2 separate regions of the Capsicum annuum genome follow, and region 2 is linked to region 1. The links are chromatin contacts, called in public Hi-C maps. All regions are on one chromosome and are shown on one strand. The core of a region is the stretch at or near the end of the contact, and the rest is flanking DNA. Distances in the headings are between cores, read along the strand shown. Region 1 holds the start of LOC107856601 (guanylate kinase 2). Region 2 overlaps LOC107863577 (protein FAR-RED IMPAIRED RESPONSE 1).

Region 1 (6,962 bases), core at 3,307-5,806:
ATTCTATCAACAGGTCTGGGGACTAGGTGCTAGACTTTATTTCTTTCAAATTATTGAAGCTCCTCATATATTGCACTGATCCAGTCAGCATCTTTCATATTTTTGGGATCAATTTAGGACAAAAATGCTGAGAATACCATAAAATTTCTATCCTGAGCTCTTATTTGGACTTCAGATTCCAATGGTGAAGTCAGATTCTCAAGCGGGTGAGAAGATTTGTGCCTCTAGTTTGACCTTCTAAGATGAGTTCCACTAGGACTAGGTCCCTTAATATTTTGGCTGGACCCTTCTAGATGTTCTTTAGTTGGAGCAAAGTTTTGTAACTGAGATCTTGGATCACCATCACCTTTATTATTCCCAACTACATTATTTAGTCCTTGACCATCATCTTCAGTAATATCATCCATTTGAACAGGAATGAGTTCTTCAATATCAGAATCTTTATCATCACCTGGATTCACTAGCTTTCTTAACTCATAAAAGACCACATGTATACTTTCTTCTACACACAAAGTTTTTTTTATTGAAAACTCTGTATGATTTACTTGTTGAGGAGTAGTCCACAAATATTGCTTCATCACTTTTGGAGTCAAACTTTACTAGTTCATTCTTCCTATTATTTAAAATAAAACACTTGCACCCAAGAGGTCTGAAGTAGTCAATCTTAGGCTTACTATTGAACATTATATCATATGGGGTCTTATTTAGGAGATATCTCATCAAACACCTATTTTTCATGTAACAGGCAGTATTAACAGCTTCAGCCCAAAAGCTTTTTGGAAGCCCACTGTCAAACAACATGTTCCTGGCAATCTTTATAAGTATTTTATTCTTTCTTTCAACAACTCCATTTTGCTGAGGAGTTCTAGGAACAGAGAATTTGTGACTAATTCCATATTTAGCATAAAATCCCATAACTTGGAAGTTCTCAAATTCAGTTCCATGATCAAATCTGAGTTTAGAAATCTTGCAATTCAGCTTTGGACTTTAATAAATCCATACAGATCTATATGTAACAACTCAAGAGGTCTAGAATTACTCATTTGCTTCTACATCTTAAAAGAAGACTTGGGTTGTTTACCCTTAACACAAGCATCACAAACCTTGTTATCTGAAAAACTTCAGCTTTGGCATGCTATGAACCAGGTCCTTTGAAATCAACTTATTCATCAAAGAGAAACGTATATGTCCCAGCCTTCTGTGTCATAGATAAATATCTTCACTTTGAACACTTAAGGAAGTTAATTCCCCATCAGCTACAGACTCTAAATTAGCCACATACATATTTTTGAACCTTTTGGCATTGAGAATAACTCTCTCAAACTTCAAGCTTGACACAGTGCATCCATCAGATAAGAACTTTACCTCATTGCCTTTATCATAAATTTGATAAACACTTAGAAGACTGTACTTGAGGCCATTCACATAGTACAAATATTTTATTGCTTGATCAGGTGATTTTACAATCTTTCCCACACCATGGATATAACCCTTTTTACCATTTCTAAAAGAGACACCTCCACCTTGAAATGTCTTGAGAGAGAGAAAATACTCAGTCCTCTCAGTCATGTGCTTTGAGAATCCACTATCCATAAACCAGTTCTTACTGCATTCCCTTTCTCCTACCTACAATCAAAGTTATTTGTTAGATTTGGAACCCCTTGAGTTTGAGTTCCCAAAAGAAAAAAGATAAAGATCTTATCAAATCTTTCTTGTCCCAAATAGGTAAAGTGTTCTTCTTCATATTTTTTAAGGGTATGGAACCCATAGGGTAATAATTCTTCTGCTCAATGTATCTAGCATTGATCATTCAAGCTCCAAGCCAACATTGATTGTTTTTCTTCAAGTGTCTATCTCTTCCACAATGAGTACATATAGGTTTATGGACCTTATTTCTAACACCATGAACAACTTTATCTTGATACCCAAGTGATTGGGTTTTATACTAATATCCAAGGACATCACTATTATTGACACCTTGATCAATTAAATTAGAAAGGATTTATGGGAATGTGATCCATTTTAGTGATTTGTTAAGTTCTTCTCTTATATGGACTATGTCCTTGTCTTGTTCCTCGTTCTTATTGAGAGCAGTCATGAGATAATTTTGGGACTCCCTCAATTTTTCTTCAAGCTCAATTTTAAGCCTATAAGATTATTTTTCCCTTTACCATTAAAATCATCTACTTTTTTCAGTTGATTCATTAAACTCAGATTTTTAGCTTTCAACTTAGTGAACACTATTCCCCTATTTTAGATAACTAAAGAGTTAAGACAATTAATTCAAGCTCTTGATTTTCTACTTTCTCATCTAACATATTTTTCTCAGCAATCAATTCACACACAAAATCAACCAACACATTTACAAACTTCTTTATCTTTCTAGCAGAGTAGTTATCTAAATTTTCCTTAATGCCAGAAAGAATTGCCTCATTTTTTCTTCATCTTTAGTGTTTTCCATAAGAGTAAACAAAGAGTCAAATATGACATTCTTATCCTTCACTGCCATCATAGAAATATCTATAAGCTTTTAATTCTTCTCAGATTCACTGGAGAATCTCCCCAGACTGCCAAACCTTGTTTCACTGCATAATCAGTTATAGCTTTTATTCTGTGGTTCTTCTTCTTTCTTTTGTCACCTCTAGACTTTAGATATTCTTGATAATCCATTTTGTGCATTGGGAAATCTTTAATGAAATGCCTAGGTTTTCCATATATGTGGCAAACTTCAACTGTACCTCCTTTTTTGCTTCTTCTTCTTCTTCTTCTTCTTCTTCTTCTTCTTCTTCTTCTTCTTCGAAACTCACCACTTTTCTTCATTTCTTTAAAAATCCTTTTTGCCAAATAGGCAATATCAGTTTCTTCCTTGCTTGATTCAGAATTTGATGCCTTCAATGCCAGAGATTTTTTTTTTTACTTCTTTCTTCTTTTGTCCTTGTTGCTTCATGATTATGAGTCTTTAGATAACCAATAAGTTCATCCATGTAAGAGTCTTCGGGTTTCTTGTCTTAGTAATAGAATCCACTTTGCTTTCCCAGGAATTAGAAAGAAGACCTAGAATTTTTCTCACTTGCTTATACAAGAGAATCACTTCCCTTAGACAGTGCAGTTCATTTGTGATTGAAATGAATCTAGGATGCATTTCTTGTATTATTTCTCCTTTATTCATGGAAAAGTTTCATACTGAGTAGTCAGGATGTCAACCTTTGAATCTTTCACATCAGTTGTTCCTTCATGAGCAGTTTTTAGGAAGTCCCAGATTTTCTTAGCATTTTCACAAGCGGAAACCCTGTTATACTCATATGGTCCTATACCACACATGAGCAATATTTTAGCCTTGTAATTTTTTCCAACTTTCTTGCGATCTTCATCATTAAATTCTCTCCTGGTTTTGAGAACCATTCTTGTTATGTCTCCTTCTTTGACCTTTCTATCTGACACATGAGGATCATCAAGTATTACATCCATCAGCTCATTGTCCTCAGCCATAATAAAGCCATATATCCTGATTTTCCATTGCCTATATTACTACCCATTTAAGTGGGTTGGTCCAGTGGTAAATTGCCCTTCTTCCAGATTAGGTAGAGCAACCATGATCAATAACTCACTCTAGGTGTAAACCTTTTAGAGTCTCCTTGCTCTGATACCAATTGATGAATTGTTGGGAGGTGCACCACCTTATAAGGGACCAAGTCTTTCAGAGTCAGATACAGGAATAAAACAGTAAAAAAGTAAGGAAATAAATTTTGCAAGAGATTAAAGAAACACAATGATTTAACGTTGAAACCTCCTTGCTCAAGAGAGGAAAAACCACGGCTTGCCCTTAAAAGCACTCAAGAATCCACTATAATCAAACTTATGATTAAAGACTCCATTATAACTTAACCCTAAGCTCCACTAATTTGTAATAACGCTATTACAAACTCTCCTTGACAACTCCCTCAAGATCTCTTCTAAGTATTGATTAACTCTTATCAATATCAACTCAGATAACTCTACCTAAGCACTCTACAGACACAAGAAAAACATTACTCTTATAAGATGAGTAATTCGATTACAGACCAAGACTTGACTTAAGAACAATAACTCTCTCAGCACACAGAAACCTGAAACTTGAGCAATATTGAGTTTTCGCCATTTTCGTCTTGAATAATCAAATTGCAAAACCTATTGAATTGAGAAGTATTCTTTTCTATTTATAGTGGGATAATGGTTAGAGTAGAATTTTGATTGGGACAGATGTCTTGTCTGGTACACAATTCAATTGCATAATTTGTTACACTAACAGACAAAACTGGGCAGAGAAGTGACAATTGTACGTTTTCATGAAGGCCGAGGGACCTGATCTCTTGTTGTCAACTGATCATCATCAAAACAAGCTATAATAGAATAGGTGTGTGTATTTTACCATTTAGTTAAGATTCGAAGATAACATTTTTAGAGTGGAATTAATTTCACTTTTTAAAAATTCATGGGGTATATTAGATCTTTTGCAAAGAAAAGATATGAAATTGAAATATTAATAATAAAATACGGCGGTACTTATGCCTTTTCTCATGAATAAAGAAGAAAGAAAATATAATAAAATAGAGAAAGAAAATACTCGAAATAATAGAGAAAATAAGCTGGGGGCGGGGCTGGTTTGATGAAGTGAACTGGACCAAAAAAGCTCCTCTTTGGTCACCATGTGCCTCTCTTCCACATTCCTTGTTCCGCCAACAAATATGGCAAAACTTTCTTCCTCCTCCTTTGTCAAACTTGCTGACTTTTCAAACTTTATTCTTCTTCTTCTTTGACATATCTCTCTCTTTCAATTAATATATTACCCCTTCCTTCCCCTTCTTCATATAATACATACATACAGCACCAATTAAAATTGAATTCACAAAATATCAGGTAATGTTTTATGGGTTTTCCAATTGTAATTGAGGGACGCACCTATAGCTTTACGTGTGTATCTTTATTTCTGTGTGCATTCATTTCATTTGAGGATATTTTATGGGTTTTTATTTATTTATTTTTTGCTCAAGGCAGCATGATATTTCATGGCTTCTGTTTTCCTACAGTTTTATTTTGGCTTCTTAGTTATCCATTGGGATCTTAGTATCATATGAATTTCTGTTTCATCCTTAATTTGGTTACTGCATGATCTAGTTCTGTTATTAATTTGTAGGCGATATGATTTTCTTTCTCATTTTTTCTCAAGGGAATGCATAATTCTTTCATGTGGATTTATAATCTGATTTGTGATTTTTTCTTGGTCAGGTTGAATTTTTATAGGAAGGAATACTTACATCTATGGTGAGTGCATTAGTCTTGATTTGCGCTATTAGTTTAAAGTATATATTTGTCTTCTTTTGTTGTGATCTTTTCTTGATCTCTCTGGTGTTCAGGGAGAAGCTCCAGTTTTCTTTGCTGATAGTTTCCTGGGAGATATTCCAAATGGGGTTGATTTGAAATCAAAGGGCCACGAAACAGCTATTTGTGTTGGCTCTAAAATTGTATGATGATTCAACATACTATTTTGATATTCTTCTGTGATGTGCATTCTTTCCAATTTAATATGCCCAAATGAATATATTCATGAATGAATGTTCTGCCTCCCTATTTTTCACCAGTATGTGATTGGTGGGGCTGATCAGGAATTGACATCGGTCATTGGTGTACAAATCTTTGACAAATCTAGTAGGGAATGGTGAGTTTCTGGATATGTAGCATGTTTTGTAACCAATCTGGTTATTCTGTAGCTTTTTTTGGCAAGAAGAACAAAAACTGGATTTAATTGCAGGATAAACCCCACTGTACTGGGTACTAAACCCAAGCTTTCAAATGGCCACTCAGCTGTGCTTTTAAATGGTGATCGTGTATTGGTCATTCAGGGAGATTCCAAGTCTGATGGCTGCTTTTGGTTTCTTGAGGTTGGTTAATTTATGGCTTTTAGATATGCAAAGGTTTTTATTCTGTCTGTTAAACATGGAAGTCAAGATCTCTTGCTGAATCTCTGTTGATTACTCAGATCAGCATTTCTCCAAAATGTTTAATTGGAGATGCTTGTGTGCAGATCCAGTGGAGTTGCCTGTTTGTATTTATCAATCATTAATATAAAAAATGTCAAAATTGTGGTGATTGATTAATTTAACTGTTTGAATATAATTCGATACCCTTGAATGAGTTAATTTGCAGCCACTCACTTTTAATACTTTTTAGGTGGGCACCCCATTTATAAGAGAACAGGAAAAGGCACGTGGCAATGAGGTGGTTGCCTGGAGTAAGGGAGTTTTAGGCAATGTTGAGAAGCCTATTGTCATTAGTGGCCCTTCTGGTGTGGGGAAGGGTACCTTGATATCTGGACTAATGAAAGAGTTTCCATCTATGTTTGGATTTTCTGTGAGCCACACAACTCGGACACCAAGAGAAAAAGAGCAGAATGGGTTTCATTACCATTTCAGTGACCGCAGTGTAATGGAGAGAGAGATAAAGGATGGGAAATTCCTGGAGTTTGCTTCTGTTCATGGTAATCTTTATGGAACCAGTGTTGAAGCAGTTGAGGTGGTAGCTGATGCTGGCAGGGTATCATCACTTCATGCTATCAATTCTTAATTCAAAATATTGGTATTACTAGTTACAACATATTGGACCTGGTTGTGTGTACCTGCAACTGTTGTTAATTTGCACTCGTGAATTGGTGATCTTAAAGAAGTTTTATACTCCTTTTCTTCCAAAAAGAATAACACTACTACTTTGGGAGTGCAAACATTTTCTTTGATTCCAACTTTACTTTTTTTTTTTTAGAAAAAAAAAAATTCTTAAGTTTAAAAAATGAGATTAAACTTATATTCATGTAGTTTTATTTTGTGTTAATTTATATAAACATCAGAAATTCATAACAAAAAATTAGAAGTGTGTATTGTTGTTCTCTTTGGTGCATGCCCCATGAATATGCGCAAGTTTCAATTTCGGTA
Region 2 (6,962 bases), core at 1,917-4,416, 410 kb after region 1:
CATTAGTAAAGTATTTATTCTTTCCAAGACTTTGATAGGTCAACAACAAGCGAGATAAGGTACTTATTCTTTACTGTTACTTTGTTGAGTGCCTTATAGTCTATGATTAGCCGCAACGACCCATCCTTCTTCTTTTGAAATAAGACTGGCACTCCATAAGGGGCTTTCAATGGGTGGATATGACCGACTTCAAGCAATTCCTTCAAATGCTTTCTTAAATCCTCTAACTCGGGTGGAGCTATGTTGTATGAGGCCTATGTGCATGCCTTAGCTCCAGGCTCTAACTTGATCTTATGATCTATTTCGCGCCTAAAAGGTAAATGCTTCAGAATTTCTTCATGCATCACGTTCTAATTCTCTTAAAGCACCTTCTCTATATAGAATGGCAATGTTTGGGCACCACTGTCTTCACCCAAACTTGCAATGGTGGCTCCCCTTATTAAGGCCCTTCACAAGATGCATCACCGATAATTGTGTTTGTTCTTCCATTTTTGGAAGTTTAAACATAGGAACTTTACAAGATCTTTCTCGCTCCATAAGCAAGAGCAATTAGAGGTAGAAGAACTCCTACCCAAGAATTATATTAAAAATATCTACAAGAGCGCTAGTGAAGTTGGTTTTACCTTACCGCTTGCCCAATTACCGCTTGCCCAATTTGATGCTTACTCATTTAGCAACTCCACACACAAGAGTAAGTGGCATATTGACTGTCTTGAGACAGTTATTGCTTAGACTGAAACTCAACCCCAACTTTGTTGTTGCTTCCTTGGTCATGATATTGGTTTCTGCACTCGAGTCAACCATAGCTCGAGCAGGTCGACTATACATTGGGTGTTGTATTCCTACGGTCTCTCCGACTGCTTTGTGATTGCTTTATATAGTCCAATAATGCCCAACTGTGTCATGCCTGAACCTTATCCTCAGTCCTATGCATCTTTATCCTTTCATCTTCATTTAGAGCACGTTACATAGCCGTACGGTCCACCACACATGTAGCAGACAGCTCCCTTCATTGTATACGCATTTTTCTCGATGCAGTTTTGGTATCCTAACTTCTATCATCGAACTTATTGATGTCATGATTTTTGGGGTGCGACTATTATTCCTATCTCCCCTACCTTTGGCATGACAACTCCTTCTATCCTTAACTTTACTTTTGTCATGTTTGTCACGCCTAAAGTTTGTCAAAGCTTCAATCTGTATAATGGCTTCATCAATAGTACTAACATGTCCGCCTCCAACTCTCTCTTGGCTCAATTTTGTAGCCCATCCACAAAGTGGAACAACTATCTTCATCTGAGGTTGGGAATCTGAAACGTAAGAATGGGGAACTCTTTCACGTATGCTCGTATGCTGCCTGTCTGCTTCAACTCACGAAACCTGTGGTCCATCTCATAGAGTACATTGTTGGGAAAGAAAGCCCTCTTGAACTCTGCTCAAAATTACTTCTATGTGTTGATGGTGCAAAGTCCCTTGTCCATTTCAGACGTTTCCACCATAGCATGGCCATTTCTGAGAGATACAACACAACAGTGTTGATCTGGTTCTCATCACTCTTCACCTTTTTGCACTTGAAATAATTCTCCAAATGCCAAAAGAAAATTATCAACCTCTTGTGCATCACGAACGCCTTTGAACATAGGTGGCTTCGGAGCCTCAATTTTGGCCTCCCTCTCTTTTTCGAATGTCGCAGACCCTCCATCTTGAATCTCCCCCTCGAGTGCCTTCATCTTAGCCTTCATGGTTAATGCTTCCATGAGCCGACACTCCAAGTGATTGTTTCCCCCATCTCCCCTTCCAACTCTTTTCAGACGTTTTCATTCTCCTCAAGGATGAAGTCCTCAAGAGTCATGAACTTGTCATCGATCTCGTTTAACGTTTCCTAAAAATCTCCACTACCTACCTCATCATGTCAACCCTAGCGGTCCATTGTATTCCCAACGTGACATCTTGGGACACCTTCTCTAGTTCGTTGTCACTCGCCCCAGTAGCCTAAGGTGAGTAGGATGCCAGCACTTCATTTTGTGGAGTCGGACATTAGTTCCTCACCCTTATGATTCTTTCTCCTCTTTTGGTGTTTCTCTGTAGCATCCTATTAGACGTTGGTGGTGCTAGCAGCATTAATGTCCCTCGTTTGCCATTCCCTTAGTATTAATCTTTTCTTCGATACCATGTTGTCAATGACTTAGACATCTACTAAGTATCCCGTGCAACAATTGACAACTTACTCACAAATCTTTCACGGTCTTACAAGCTCAAATAAGCCTTTTTAACACTACATCGCTAAGAGAAAGCTAATTTTAAGAAACAGATAAGAGAATTTTCAAAGGAGACTTTTATATTAGAGAGAACTTGAAAGATTTTTGCTTAATGCTATTACAAATAAGTGTCTCTCTATTTATACTACTCAAGTAAGAGCTAATGTGTAAATAAGAACTGTTACAAAGTCCCTAAATATTTACAAAATAGTCCTGTCCCTAGAGCCTTCTACAATACTAGGAGATTCCAGACTTTCCATGCAAATCTAAGGAATTCTAGAATTTTCCTTGGGAAATATCACTAATTCTCTAGAATATTCTACTAAAGTGTAGTCTTGCTCTTATGTGAGACTTCACTTTATTCCATGTGGTGCCTATGTGGCATGATGATGTAGGGGTCATTACACTAAGCTACATATTGAGACTTTACATGAAATGTAATTAGAACATGTAGTGGGAAGTAGATTACATAGAGAACGAGAAGAAACAGCAAAGACCAATTGATGAAAGATGAACAACTTGTAATAAATGCTCTCCCATGCATGATACATTCCATTTAGATGGAACACATTCAACTAATCAAAGTTGGTTATGGCATCATATTCTTGAAGGAAGATTAAACTTATCGCCACGGACATAAAATTTTACAACAGTGCAGTTTAACCTGCAATACAAGGTTTGCAGTCTTATTTTTCAAGTTGCTAATCCAAAAATTTTCGAAGTGAATAATTTGTAAATGACGACCTGATGGGATAGAAAAATCGCTTACATTCTCACTTAAAAAGTTATACTCCTTGGATAATAATTCAAAGGTGGATAGAGTCCCTGAACCTAGGACAATAAGTGATGCCACGAAATAACAGCTTCCACCATGAGTAATGAGAAGTCGGCAACAAGGGAAACACAAACGGAGACTAGGCTCATGAAAAAATTCAAATTTCCTTTGGCGTCTAAAAATTGTGAATCGTCATCTCTGATATTTACTTAAGATATACATCTGGTTTTGTAAACCAACTTGAACTTCCACTGCTGTGAGAAAAGGGTACAACAATAACCTAAAATCCATCTACCAAGGCATGACATCAAAATTGGAACTTGCTGCTCCAGCCTTTAGTGTCAACTTCAATGAATACACAAGTGAATAATTATAACAGTTCAGAAATCCAAATTTATTTGATAGTAGCAAAGAAATTTCCTCAAGTAGCAAATACTTACCCACAGTAATTCAGTCATCAAACTGGAAAGCACAATATGAAAAAAAAAAAAGTTAGACCAAGCAGTCTGCGCTGTTCTGAAATTTAAAAGCAGTAGTGGAAGGACAACAGTGCAGTATTACCTAATCTAGAAACAGGAAACACTTGGTATCCATTAACAAAAATTTGATGAGCTCTCTTTCAAAAGGAAGCGCACAATCAAAAGAAGCAATCATCATCATGCATGTCTAGCATTGTTTCCATGCAGCTGAGCACCTCTTAGACTAGGCTCATCCTGAAGTGACATAAGATGCTGGATGTTATTTGTCCCCTGTAAATTACGAAATGCAAAACTGGAGATAATGGACAAACCTGCAAACCATATGTGAAACTTGGCAGCCTAAAATCCAAATGCCCCTAAATGAATGGAAGAATCATTTTAAAATATTCATACTCTGAATCGTAATTTCTAGCCAAGAACGTTAAATAGTAGCATAGCATACTAGTCCTGGAACGCTTTGTTGAGACCCAAAAAATCCATCATGGTCAGGTGTAGCTGTATTGAGGTGTCCCTGCAGCATGATTAGAACAGCTCTCGTTTACATTGATCTCAATCAAACTTGTATACAAAATCAAATTAATAGACCAAATTAACATACCAGTCCCTGCATATTCTGTTGGTTAACATAATAACCATCATGGGGAGGCTCCATCAAATTCAACTGTATCTGCGAGTGAACTCTAATTCGTGATCGTAACAGTAGAAAATCAAAAAATTTTACTTGCACTGACACATTCTCTTTATGCGAGAATAAGTAATAATCAGGAATATGATCTAGGGAAATATTGTAACCTACCAGTCCCTGCATATTCTGGTGTGTGCCATAATAGCCATTCAACGTCATTCCACCCACAGTAAGATTATCCTATAACCAGCAAAGTAAAATTAATATATCACCAAAGTCTCACACGAGCAAAGATATTTTCAATAGGCAGCAAAATAACAACTACAGTGCTAAGAAACAAACCATTTGTTGTAAGCTGTCTTCAGCTTCAACTATTGCAGCTTCTGGTTCAGAGTGCACCTGAGATAACATTATGTTAATGGTCACCTAAGTGGATCCAAATTATTATAACGAGTTCTGTAAAAACAATCGATGATCCTACAACCAACCTTCCGTTTCTTGTTTGTACTTTTCTTCCTACATGTTTTGGTAAAATGAATTCCTTGAGTATCTCCTTCGAGATCACGAAGTCCAACAGCACTGCTGCTACATTCTGTCAATGCAGAACTTCTATTGTTAACATTCACACAGTTCTTTAAAGCTTCATCTAGGACACGGAAGGCAATGTCGTAACTCTCCTCGGATAAAGAGCCCTCCTCACCCAACAAAATTGCCCTTCTACAGAGATCATTGTATCTTTGTACCCTGGTTTGAATTCTTTCTGTCCCCTCAAATGTTAACACATTCGTCGCATCTTTGGTCCACCTCTTCAAAATAAATTGAGATGGGATGCTTGAAAGACCACACATCTGAAGTACAATCATTGCATGCCTACAGAGGAAACCTTTGTATTCAAATAGAAGGCACGAACAAGAAACATCTGATCTTGACTCATTCCATGTGACCATAAAATTGTCATCTTTCTCGCAGTCATCAACTCTAAAAGTTACATTTTCTCCATTTTCAGCTTCCTTCTTTGGATGGCATCCAACTACACCCAATACTTCAACTTGAAATTTCTTAAATATTGCATGTGTATAAATTGTTGACATCTGCTTTTCCCAAGGCGATGGTGATTTTAAAGCTGGTTGTTTGTGCAATGTATCAAAGTCCGCTACAGCTTCCTCTTCGTATCTATTTTGCAGAATCATTCCATATTGTCTCATGAATTCTTTGAGACTGATTTTCTTTTGAATGTACTTGTCAAAGAAGGAGCTTACACTCTCCGATCGTTGAGCTGCTGACATTCCAGCCATAAACCTGCCTCTCATGTAAGCTGGAACCCACTTTTTGCGGTCCTCATACAGTGTATGAACCCACTCATTCTCTTGTAGTTCAAATCTGCTGACCATCTTCCACCATCTTAAATCAAATTGCTCATCAGTTGCCGACTTAAATATACACTTGCTGAATTTTTCCATGAAATTCTCATGCTGCTTTACGACATGAGCAAGTATTTCCGGAATTCTTTCAAGCACATGCCAAAGCGCAAAGCAGTGATGTGAACATGGGAAAATGTTTTCAATAGCTTCTTTGAGTGACTTATCTTGATCCGTAATTATCACTTTCGGAGCCTGCCCATCCATTGCTCTAAGCCACGTCTTCATCAACCACACAAATGTTGGTTTGGTCTCATCTGCTACAAGTGCACATCCAAGCAACATAGGTTGACAATGATGGTTTACCCCAATAAAAAGAGCAAAAGGCATCTTCTCATTGCTTTTCATATAGCTGGTATCAAAGAAAACCACATCACTAATGCTGACATAGTCTTTCCTACTTTTGGCATCAACCCAGAATAAATTCCTTAAGCGTTGATCTTCATTGAGATCAACTGCATAAAAGAAATAAGGATTCTCTTTCTGGATATGCATGAAATATTCTAGCATAACTTGCGCATCTCCTTCTTCTAATGACAAGCACCGGCCTTTATCAAATTGGTAATTTAAATCATTAGCCAGCAAGCCAATTTCTTGACTTCCACCACATTGTCTAGACATCTCAACATACATCTTTCTTGTTCGTTCACTAACTGCATGAAGAATATCAATGTTATTTTTCTCTGCAAGTTTAACGTTCCTGTGGATTCGGAAATGATAAGCCAAGGCTGGTAAAAGCTCATGATTATGCTTCTTTATAAACTCATGGATAAACCATTTTCCATCTCGTTTTCTCTTAACATGCATGCTTGCTTTACAATCAGTCTTTTTGAGGCTAGGACGTCTACTACTGCCAGTATCTGATTCTGGGGTCACGCCATATCTAGAACATGCAAATTTAGCATCGATAAATTCTTTTGATTTCTTTGAGCGGCGGCTGTTCTTAATCGATGTTGTGAATCCCATGGACTTGGCATACTCTTGGTAGAATGCATATGCAGCCTCATGGGACTCAAATTCGATCCCATCATGTGGCTCAACATCTGCATTTTCTTCAACTCCAGTAATATTTCTCTTCGGAGATCGAGAAACTCCACCATCCCTACTGTGACATGCCTTGTCTACAGCATCAACCATATCACCAGTCAATTGAACATTACTTTGAACGACATCTCCATGATCAACCATTGTCTGGACAACATTTCAGTTCTTGTTGCTCAATCATGTTGTGTGAAAAGCTCTTCAAGAGTTATTTCCACGAGAATCAATCTTCTCCAATAATAGCTCGAGAGAAGAAAATGTCAATTCAGTACTAAACAATTTCTTTTGTTGTTGATAGGCCTGCACCAATTTAAAGTATGCAAAAGTTTCAACTAATCCAACTCTCCTTCATGAAGAAACTTAAAA

Evidence for each region. A called contact is a pair of places that touch in the nucleus more often than the background predicts.
Region 2: a contact with region 1 is called in a Hi-C map of leaf, with 2.1 times the contacts expected there. The contact joins the enhancer-like site here to the promoter of LOC107856601 in region 1. A contact is called at or near these places in 2 of 5 Hi-C or Micro-C datasets (leaf and placenta).

The regions. Positions count from the first base shown.
Region 1 is chr3:159,840,180-159,847,141 of UCD10Xv1.1, forward strand. LOC107856601 (guanylate kinase 2) reads left to right here and starts at 4,557. Exons shown (of 11, transcript XM_016701593.2): 1 at 4,557-4,896; 2 at 5,266-5,301; 3 at 5,394-5,501; 4 at 5,619-5,695; 5 at 5,789-5,918; 6 at 6,208-6,570. The coding sequence starts at 5,299.
Region 2 is chr3:160,252,100-160,259,061 of UCD10Xv1.1, forward strand. It overlaps LOC107863577 (protein FAR-RED IMPAIRED RESPONSE 1), which reads right to left. Exons shown (of 11, transcript XM_047408402.1): 3 at 4,626-6,962; 4 at 4,480-4,536; 5 at 4,309-4,377; 6 at 4,111-4,179; 7 at 3,955-4,023; 8 at 3,824-3,868; 9 at 3,595-3,746; 10 at 3,474-3,495; 11 at 2,819-3,378. The coding sequence starts at 6,743. The coding sequence ends at 3,690. Among protein-coding and RNA genes, the nearest start is that of LOC107863577, 8.3 kb to the right of the region's middle. Within about 2 kb of position 3,167, at least 2 of the 5 cell types and tissues checked have an H3K27ac peak or open chromatin away from gene starts, as enhancers often do. A contact at or near this core is called in leaf, where this site is marked.